2 separate regions of the Mus musculus genome follow, and region 1 is linked to region 2. Evidence: chromatin contacts called from public Hi-C data. All regions are on one chromosome and are shown on one strand. The core of a region is the stretch at or near the end of the contact, and the rest is flanking DNA. Distances in the headings are between cores, read along the strand shown. Region 1 overlaps Brca1 (breast cancer 1, early onset). Region 2 holds the start of Aoc2 (amine oxidase, copper containing 2 (retina-specific)).

Region 1 (4,100 bases), core at 791-3,290, 190 kb after region 2:
GTGAGCAGGGACTAGGTCTAAGGTTCCCAAGTTACTCGTGGAGCAACTCAGTAAACCTGCACTGAGCAAAGATCACACAATGTTGGAACTCAGTCCTCACTCTTCGAAGGAAACAGAGGGTCGAGGGAGGGAAGAAGTTTGCTTGTAACACTGGCATTTGTTCAGCACTACACACCTGCTCCTGACATGTTTGGTTCCAGATCTGGCAGGTCTTCCAGGGCACAAGGGTCCGCTAGGAGGGAAGGGGAGTGGCCAGAAGGCTGGTTCCCACGCTGCTCCAGCACAGCTTCCAGGTGAGCCATTTCCTGCTGCAGCTTTATCAGGTTATACTTCATGGTCGCCCGCTGCTGCAAAACCAAACAAGAACACCAAGAAAGTTATATACTCTGAGAGATGTGCCACGAAGTAAGAATATGTCACAGCAATTAATTTTAGCATGGGAGCTGAGATCACCTAATATGGAATTATGAGTTCTGGCTGAATACCCTTTAATCCAACCATACTCATGTGGTTAATGACCTTGCAATTGTTTGAAAATGATGTTGGAGGAGAGTGCACCCTCGAGCTCTTCCAGATAGATCTGCTTCACTGTAGCTCCTCATTTTCTTTTAAAGATGGGGGACAGACTGGGGTAATTACAGTACTTTAAGCTTAAATTCACAAGAATCTGTTCACAAACTATATAAACTGTGTTCTAAAGACTCGCTACTGTGAGATAAGACATTTAATTAGTCTACAAAATGCCTAGTTAAAAAATTTTTTTTAAGTTCAGGTTTATGAATGATTTATCTCCATGTGCGTGCCCGATGCTCTCAGAGGTCACGGAAGGGCATTGAAGCCATCAGCTGGAGCTGAATCCAGGTCCTCTGAACTGAGTGGTCTGTTAACCACTGAGCCCCTTCTCCAGCCCCATTTATTTATTTCTTATTATTTTTAAAATTTAAAAATGTATTTGTAGCTGAGTGAAAAGATACATCGCTGTGCTTAGATCCAAGTAAATTTAGTTTTTACATGGATTCAGTGTTGAATAATTTCCTACGATGTTCTAGAAAGCCTATAACAAGTTGCTGTTTTCTTTTTCTTTTCTTTTTTATAAAAGATTTATTTATTTATTTATTTATTTATTTAACGTGTGTGAGTGCACTGTAACTGACTTTCAGACACACCAGAAAAGGGCATCAGATGCCATTACAGATGGCTGTGAGCCACCATGTGGTTGCAGGGATTTGAACTCAGGGCTTTTGGAAGAGCAGTCAGTTATCTTAACCGCTGAGCCACCTCTCCAGCCCAAATTACTGTTTTCAATTCAAGAAAATGAACTCTTCTTTCCCATAGGTTCATACTGTTTACTGATCCACCTTAAGACGTAATCTAGCTACCTTTAATCCCAGTACTTGGGAGGTAGAGGCAGGTAGATCTTTGTGAGTTCAAGGCCAGATTGCAGAGTGGTCTACAAAGTGAGTTCCAGAATAGCCAGAGTTGTTACACAGAGAAACCTTGTCTTGAAAGCAGAAAACAAAACAAACAAACAACAACAACAACAACAAAACAAACAAAAAAAAAGAGTAATTTCAGCTAAGCATAATAGCTTTAATAGCAGTAGTTGAGTTGAGTTGAGGCCATCCTGGTCTATATAGTGAGTTCCAGGATAGCCAAGACTACACAGTGAGATCCTGTCACAGACAATCTAGCAAGTCTAAGGTATTTGACAAGCAAAGGATGTGGACAAATAAAGAATTTCCCAATATGTATGTCTCTTCATCACTTTTAGAAGAAATGCCGATGCTAGGTTTTCAGCTGCTGGAGGGGAACAAAATCTGTTTCACCTTCTCTGTCTTTTGACCTTGAAAGTGACTTTGCTTTCCACTAAAATCAAGCCATATTCTTCCTACAGCTATGATAAATTCATAGTTCCCAGGAGAACTTTATGATGAAAAAACCAAATAAACAAAACGTAATTTCGAGCTTTACAAAGGTTCCCACTGCTACTGAGACTGTAATGCTGCCAACATCTGCAGTGCCACCAATGCCACCACGTGGTACCCGTGAGTACTGACATCACTGATCAAATCCTAGCCAAGGCCCCACACAGATATCAGACCAATTCTTTAAAAGCTGAATTAATAACACTCACAGCTATGCCATCTAACTTCCACATGGCCAGTAAACATACCAGAAAATCAGAAAGAAAAGTAATCGGACCACTACTGCAGTGGCTTTTCCTACAGGAAGGAATGTAAAACTTAAGACAATTCTACTATAGGTATAGGTGCTCAAATGCACCAGGGAGGACAAAGCCAGACAGGTTACCACGTTTATCTCTTTACATCAAGAATCCTTTTTCCAAAAGGGCCTCAAATGGCGTAACACAGCTCAGTTAATAAGCTAGTATTTTTCAGCGCTAAAGAACTTCGTCATTACTGCCCTCAAGTCAAAGTTCAGATTCCTAGATAAACCATTCCAAAGTCTGAGGACAGCTTGATCCTATCTGTTATTGACGCCCAGCATTTCCCATCAGCCCAGCTTTCTAGAGACACTAGACTGCTCAGTGGCGGTCCCTATGCATTCAGGCCATCTGTATCTTTGCCTCAGTTCCCACATCCCCTCTTTTCCCATTTGGTAATCTTTTCTAATCTTTCAAAGCCCAGCAATACCTGTCTATCAGGACAGCAGTGTGCCTCATTACGTGGCTCAGGCTGCCAAAGCATCACTACATTCAGGGGAACACACAACTTCCCTGATGGGAGGAGGAATCCTTGTTGATTTTGTGTTCTTTTTGTTTTGAAGAGCGGTCTATGTATCCTCGGCTAGCTTCAAAGTTGAGATTCCCCTGTCTAAGCTTCCCTCACACTGGGAATGCCAAGGTCATGGGCGTACAAGGTATGCAACCCTAAGTCCCGTACCACTGCCCATCACAGAGGAACTTCACAGCCAGTGTTTAATATGAAAATGGACAAATGAATTAAATCTTTGAGTTACAAAATGGGGGGGGGGGAGGTAGGAGGGTTGGCAAGATGGTTCAGTGTGAAAAGGTACTTGCCACCAAGCCTAATGACATGAGGTTAATCCTTAGGTCCTACATAGTGGGTGGGAGGAGACAATCTTGCACCTTCACTGCACACACACCCACACTACACATATACTATACACACACCATGAGCATCACAAAGTATATCAGTGATTCCACATGAGGCACTCTGTATCATCTCTTACCCTTCAGTTCTATATGAACATAGGGAAAGTCCATTGCAATCATTTTGCTTGTCCGTGCAACTCAACATCAAAGCTACCTGTCTTGAATAGATACTTGATATAAAAACACTTAAAACAATGAATCCTGATCAAATAATGAGCATCTTTCTGGGAATAGGATCAGAGACCCAAGAAACAACACAGTAGTGTATTGAATGTCAGATTTAATACAGTATGGCTAAGACAGATGGAATAAAAAGCTGAAACTTAAAAAACAAGCAGCTAAGGGACAGAATTAGGTGACAGACATATTGACAGAGCCCCAAATAAATCCAGAAAGGACCATGAGAAGATTTAAGTCTTTTAATCAATTTTTGTCTTATTTTGTTAAGACAAGGTGTCACTTTGTAGGCCTGGCTGGCCTGGCATTCACCATGTAAACCAGCCTGGCCCGGAACTCAGAGATCCACCTGCCTCTGCCACTGGGGTGCTGGAACCAACAGGGGATGCTGTCTTTGGTGACAACAAAGTGACCTTAGTAATACTAAGAATTCCCAGTTTCATTTAGTTTTGTACTTTTTAAGAAGAGAAGACGGGGGGACTGGTGAGATGGCTCAGTGGGTAAGAGCACCCGACTGCTCTTCCGAAGGTCAGGAGTTCAAATCCCAGCAACCACATGGTGGCTCACAACCATCCGTAACGAGATCTGACTCCCTCTTCTGGAGTGTCTGAAGACAGCTACAGTGTACTTACATATAATCAATAAATAAATCTTAAAAAAAAAAAAAAAAAAAAAAAAAAGAAGACAGCTGGAGAGATGGCTTAGCAGTTAAGAGCACTGACTGTTCCTCCAGAGGTCCTGAGTTCAAATCCCAGCAACCACATGGTGGCTCACAACCATCTGATTA
Region 2 (4,026 bases), core at 126-2,625:
AGGTGGTTCCTGCTGTGTGTTGACGCTCAATTGTGTGAAAGCTGCCTGTCTTCACCAGATTCCAGGTCCTTCCTGGTGATACCCTGAGCTGCCAGCAGAGGCTGCTGTGGTTATGTGTGGGACCAGCAGCTCGGGCTGACCCTGTCGATCCAGTCCTTTTCCTCCATACCAGCTTGCCTCTACATACATACATACATTCATACATACATACTTACTTCATACATACTTTTTTGAGGGAACTCCTGGTATTGGTTTATACTGACCCACAGTGCTCATAAGAGGCTTACATCCCTCTAAAATAACATGTCCTCACTTCCCTCCTGACAGTGAGACTCTTCATTGTCTATAGAGGTTTAAGGTCCCAGTAGGGGAGGGGCATCTACTCTATTCTATCCCAGAGTTTAGAGCCACTAGCTACCTGCTCTGCCTGCCTGCCTCCCTCCCTCCCTCCAGGGTTACTAAGCACTTGCTGTGTAAGGCTACATTTTAATCAAAAGCACTCCACAGAATACTTTTATGCTTTTTATATATTTATTCGGTTTTTTTGTTTGTTTTTTAAAGACCCTTCTCTGTGTAGCCTTGGCTGTCCTAGGACCGCTCTAAAGACCAGGCTGGCCTCAAACTCAACAGATCGGCTTGTCTCCTGAGTGCTGGGATTGAAGGCATATAGTACCTCTCCCTGGCTATGCTTTTTATTTTTTAAGGCAGGGTATCACCTAGGTTGACCTATAATTCACTCATGTAGCTTAGTTGAACTCTCAGCACTCCTCTTGAGTGTTGGTATTATCAGTATAAATGACCATGCCTCATGCGCCTTCATAGGGAAGAAATTCAGGATATGTAGCCCCTTTAAGGCTACATAACTTGGACTGGATCATTGTATAGACCTAAACACAGCTCAACCTCAACCAGTCGTCTCTCTGACTGGATAGAGTAAGGCCTGGGTCTCCCAAGTCAGGCACTCATTAGGTCCCAGGTAGAGCTGACTGCTCATTGCTGAGTTGGGCGGTGGGTCTGGGAACTGGGAATGTAATTCTGCTAAGAGGTGTTTTGTTAGTACTTGTGTGTTAGACAGGGAAAGGAAGGAGTGTGTATCGAAACTGCCTTCTCAGGTAGTTCAGCTCCATTACCCACCCCATCCCTCTCACCTGTTCTAAATGATGACACGTAGTAGTTAGTGACCATTGGCAGTCAAAGTTTAGGGACAGGAGCAAGCTATGTAATGTCTTGAGCCAGAGCACAAGACAGAAAATTGGAACAGAACTACATAAAGCACGATCAGAGATTTCCTGTCCAGCCCACAGGGTGGAGTTTAGTCCATTCCTCTCCATCATCCTGAATATAAGCCTGCCACAATGTCAGACACCGATGAGCTCTCAGGACGGGGGGAGCTTCAGTGCCAGCCATGAATCTCAAGGTGCTGCTGCTGCTTCTGGGGCTGTCTTTCCTCACTGTCTTTGCTCTGGTCTATGTCCTGCTGACCAGGCAAGGCAGTTTCAGCCAGTCTCCTCGATGCCCTTCCATACCTCCCAGAATTCATCCCTGGACACACCCTAGCCAGAGCCAGCTGTTTGCAGACCTGACCCCAGAGGAGCTGACAGCTGTGATGAGCTTCCTGACCAAGCACCTGGGGCCGGGGCTGGTGGATGCAGCCCAGGCTCGACCCTCGGACAACTGTGTCTTCTCAGTAGAGTTGCAGCTGCCTGCCAAGGCTGCAGCCCTGGCCCACCTGGACAGAGGGGGGCCCCCACCTGTGCGAGAGGCACTAGCCATCATCTTCTTTGGTGGACAACCCAAGCCCAACGTGAGTGAGCTGGTGGTGGGGCCCCTGCCTCACCCCTCCTACATGCGGGATGTGACTGTGGAGCGCCACGGCGGCCCCCTGCCCTATTATCGGCGCCCCATGCAGAAAACTGAGTTTGTTCAGATATGGAGGCATTTGAAAGAAGTGGAGCTACCAAAGGCACCCACCTTTCTGGCTTCTGTCTTGAACTACAATGGCTCCACCTTGGCACCTTTGCATTCTACTGCTAGTGGTTTCCATGCAGGCGATCGAGCTACCTGGATAGCCCTCTACCATAACATCTCAGGTCTTGGAGTGTTCCTTCACCCTGTGGGGCTGGAGCTACTGTTGGACCACGGGGCCCTGGACCCTGCCGACTGGGTAGTCCAACAGGTCTTCTACCTTGGGCATTACTATGCAGACTTGGCCCAGTTGGAATGGGAGTTTAAAGTTGGCCGCCTAGAAGTGATTCGGGTCCCTCTACCCACACCAGGTGGAGCTTCCTCCTTGAGGCCTAGAGTCACTCCAGACCCTCCTCTTCCCCCTCTTCAGTTCTCACTTCAGGGTCCCCAGTATAACATACAGGGAAACTCAGTGACATCTCCCCTCTGGACATTTACCTTTGGTCATGGGGTGTTCAGTGGCTTAAGAATTTTTGATATTCGGTTCAAGGGTGAGCGTGTGGCTTATGAAGTCAGTGTCCAGGAGTGTCTGACAGTTTATGGTGCTGATTCCCCCAAAACAATGACGATCCGGTACTTGGACAGCAGCTATGGGCTTGGTCTCAACAGCCGAGCTTTGGTTCGGGGGGTGGATTGCCCCTATCAAGCCACAATGGTGGACATCCATGTACTGGTGGGCACGGGGTCAGTCCAGCTGCTTCCAGGGGCTGTGTGTGTATTTGAGGAGGCCCAGGGACTGCCCCTTCGAAGGCATCATAATGGCATCGGGGGTCATTTCTATGGTGGTTTGGCCAGCTCAAGCCTTGTGGTCAGGTCGGTGTCATCAGTGGGCAACTATGATTACATCTGGGACTTTATGCTACACCCAACCGGGGCCCTTGAAGCTCGTGTCCATGCCACGGGCTATATCAACACAGCCTTCATGAGTGGAGGAGCTGAAAGTCTCCTCTTTGGGAACCGTGTGGGAGAAAGAGTGCTGGGAGCGGTGCATACACACGCTTTCCACTTCAAACTGGACCTTGATGTAGCAGGTGAGTTCTTAGCCTGAGCCTTGAAGGCTGGGAATGGGGCACAGGGCAGGAAGTCCCCAAATCAAGGAGTGAGCTCAGAAAGGTTCAGGGGGCATTCTAACCCCTCTGGGTATGGGAAGGGAGAAAGGATTGAGTGCAGCTGCACTCACAACTGGGTGTCTGGCCAAAGGGGAAAGGGGTTCTGCTAATTCCTACCCGCTGAGCCCCTCCCCCCCAGATTTGCAGTTGTAAAGCTAGTTTAGTTTAAGTATAATGACTGGGCCTGGCTGCTTTAGCCTTGAGAGGGACTCTGGGGAATGGACCCTGAGGGAACTGAATGGAGCTCCCCCCCCCGCCCGCCCCCCCCTAGATCTCCATTTTACACTTGGGGAAACTGAGGAAGGCAGGGGAGATGGGGTAGGAAGTCTTGGCATGTGCACATTGCACACTATACTTGTGCTTGCTTGCTTGGTTTCTTTTTTTTTTTTGGTGAGGGTAGAGGAGGTCAGGAAAAATAAGACTAACATAGTGGCAATAGATTCTAGTCTGACCTGTGTACTGTGAATCTCCAATTGGAAAATTCTTTTCAACAGCTCTGGTCATTAGAGAGCCAGCTACCAGTTACTAGGTTTATAGTGTGAGCATCATGGTCACATTTAAGGGAACCAAATGTCTGAAGCCTCAAGAATGTGATGAACTGTGTTGGATGATGTAGGGTTTGGATGCAGTGGGATTTAAGAAGCTCCTGGGTGATGGAAAGCTATGAATCATACTTTTGAAAGAGGCTGTCACTAGTGTCCCCTGTGCTGAGGGCTGGAGTCCTAGAACTGGGAGGAGCCTACAGGGACTGTGGGAGGGGCTTGAGTTTTCCAGGTCAGTTCAAGACAAATCTCTCATAGTCGGTAGTGTTTCCGTCAGCATGTGTGCTCTTCCGTGTATTGAGCAGAGCCATAAAACAACATTAGTTATATTTGCTGTAGACATTTAGAGAGTGGGAATCAGAAGCAAACTGTTCTAAGGCCTACTGGGTAGGCTGATGTTAGTAGAACCT

What was found. Hi-C and Micro-C count contacts between places; a contact is called where the count stands out from the background.
Region 1: a contact with region 2 is called in a Hi-C map of liver, with 2.4 times the contacts expected there. The contact joins the enhancer-like site here to the promoter of Aoc2 in region 2. A contact is called at or near these places in 2 of 39 promoter capture datasets (the SN4741 cell line and cranial neural crest), 2 of 484 Hi-C or Micro-C datasets (the AML12 cell line and liver), 7 of 115 datasets of contacts at active chromatin or transcription factors (the SCID.adh cell line, embryonic stem cells and pro-B cells) and 3 of 9 other capture datasets (adipose tissue, liver and pancreatic islet).

What each region holds. Positions count from the first base shown.
Region 1 is chr11:101,517,096-101,521,195 of GRCm38.p6, forward strand. Brca1 (breast cancer 1, early onset) reads right to left here. Exons shown (of 23, transcript NM_009764.3): 12 at 176-347. Among named protein-coding and RNA genes, the nearest start is that of Brca1, 33 kb to the right of the region's middle. Within about 2 kb of position 2,041, at least 7 of the 459 cell types and tissues checked have an H3K27ac peak or open chromatin away from gene starts, as enhancers often do. A contact at or near this core is called in liver, where this site is marked.
Region 2 is chr11:101,323,688-101,327,713 of GRCm38.p6, forward strand. It overlaps Aoc2 (amine oxidase, copper containing 2 (retina-specific)), which reads left to right and starts at 1,376. Exons shown (of 4, transcript NM_178932.1): 1 at 1,376-2,996. The coding sequence starts at 1,406.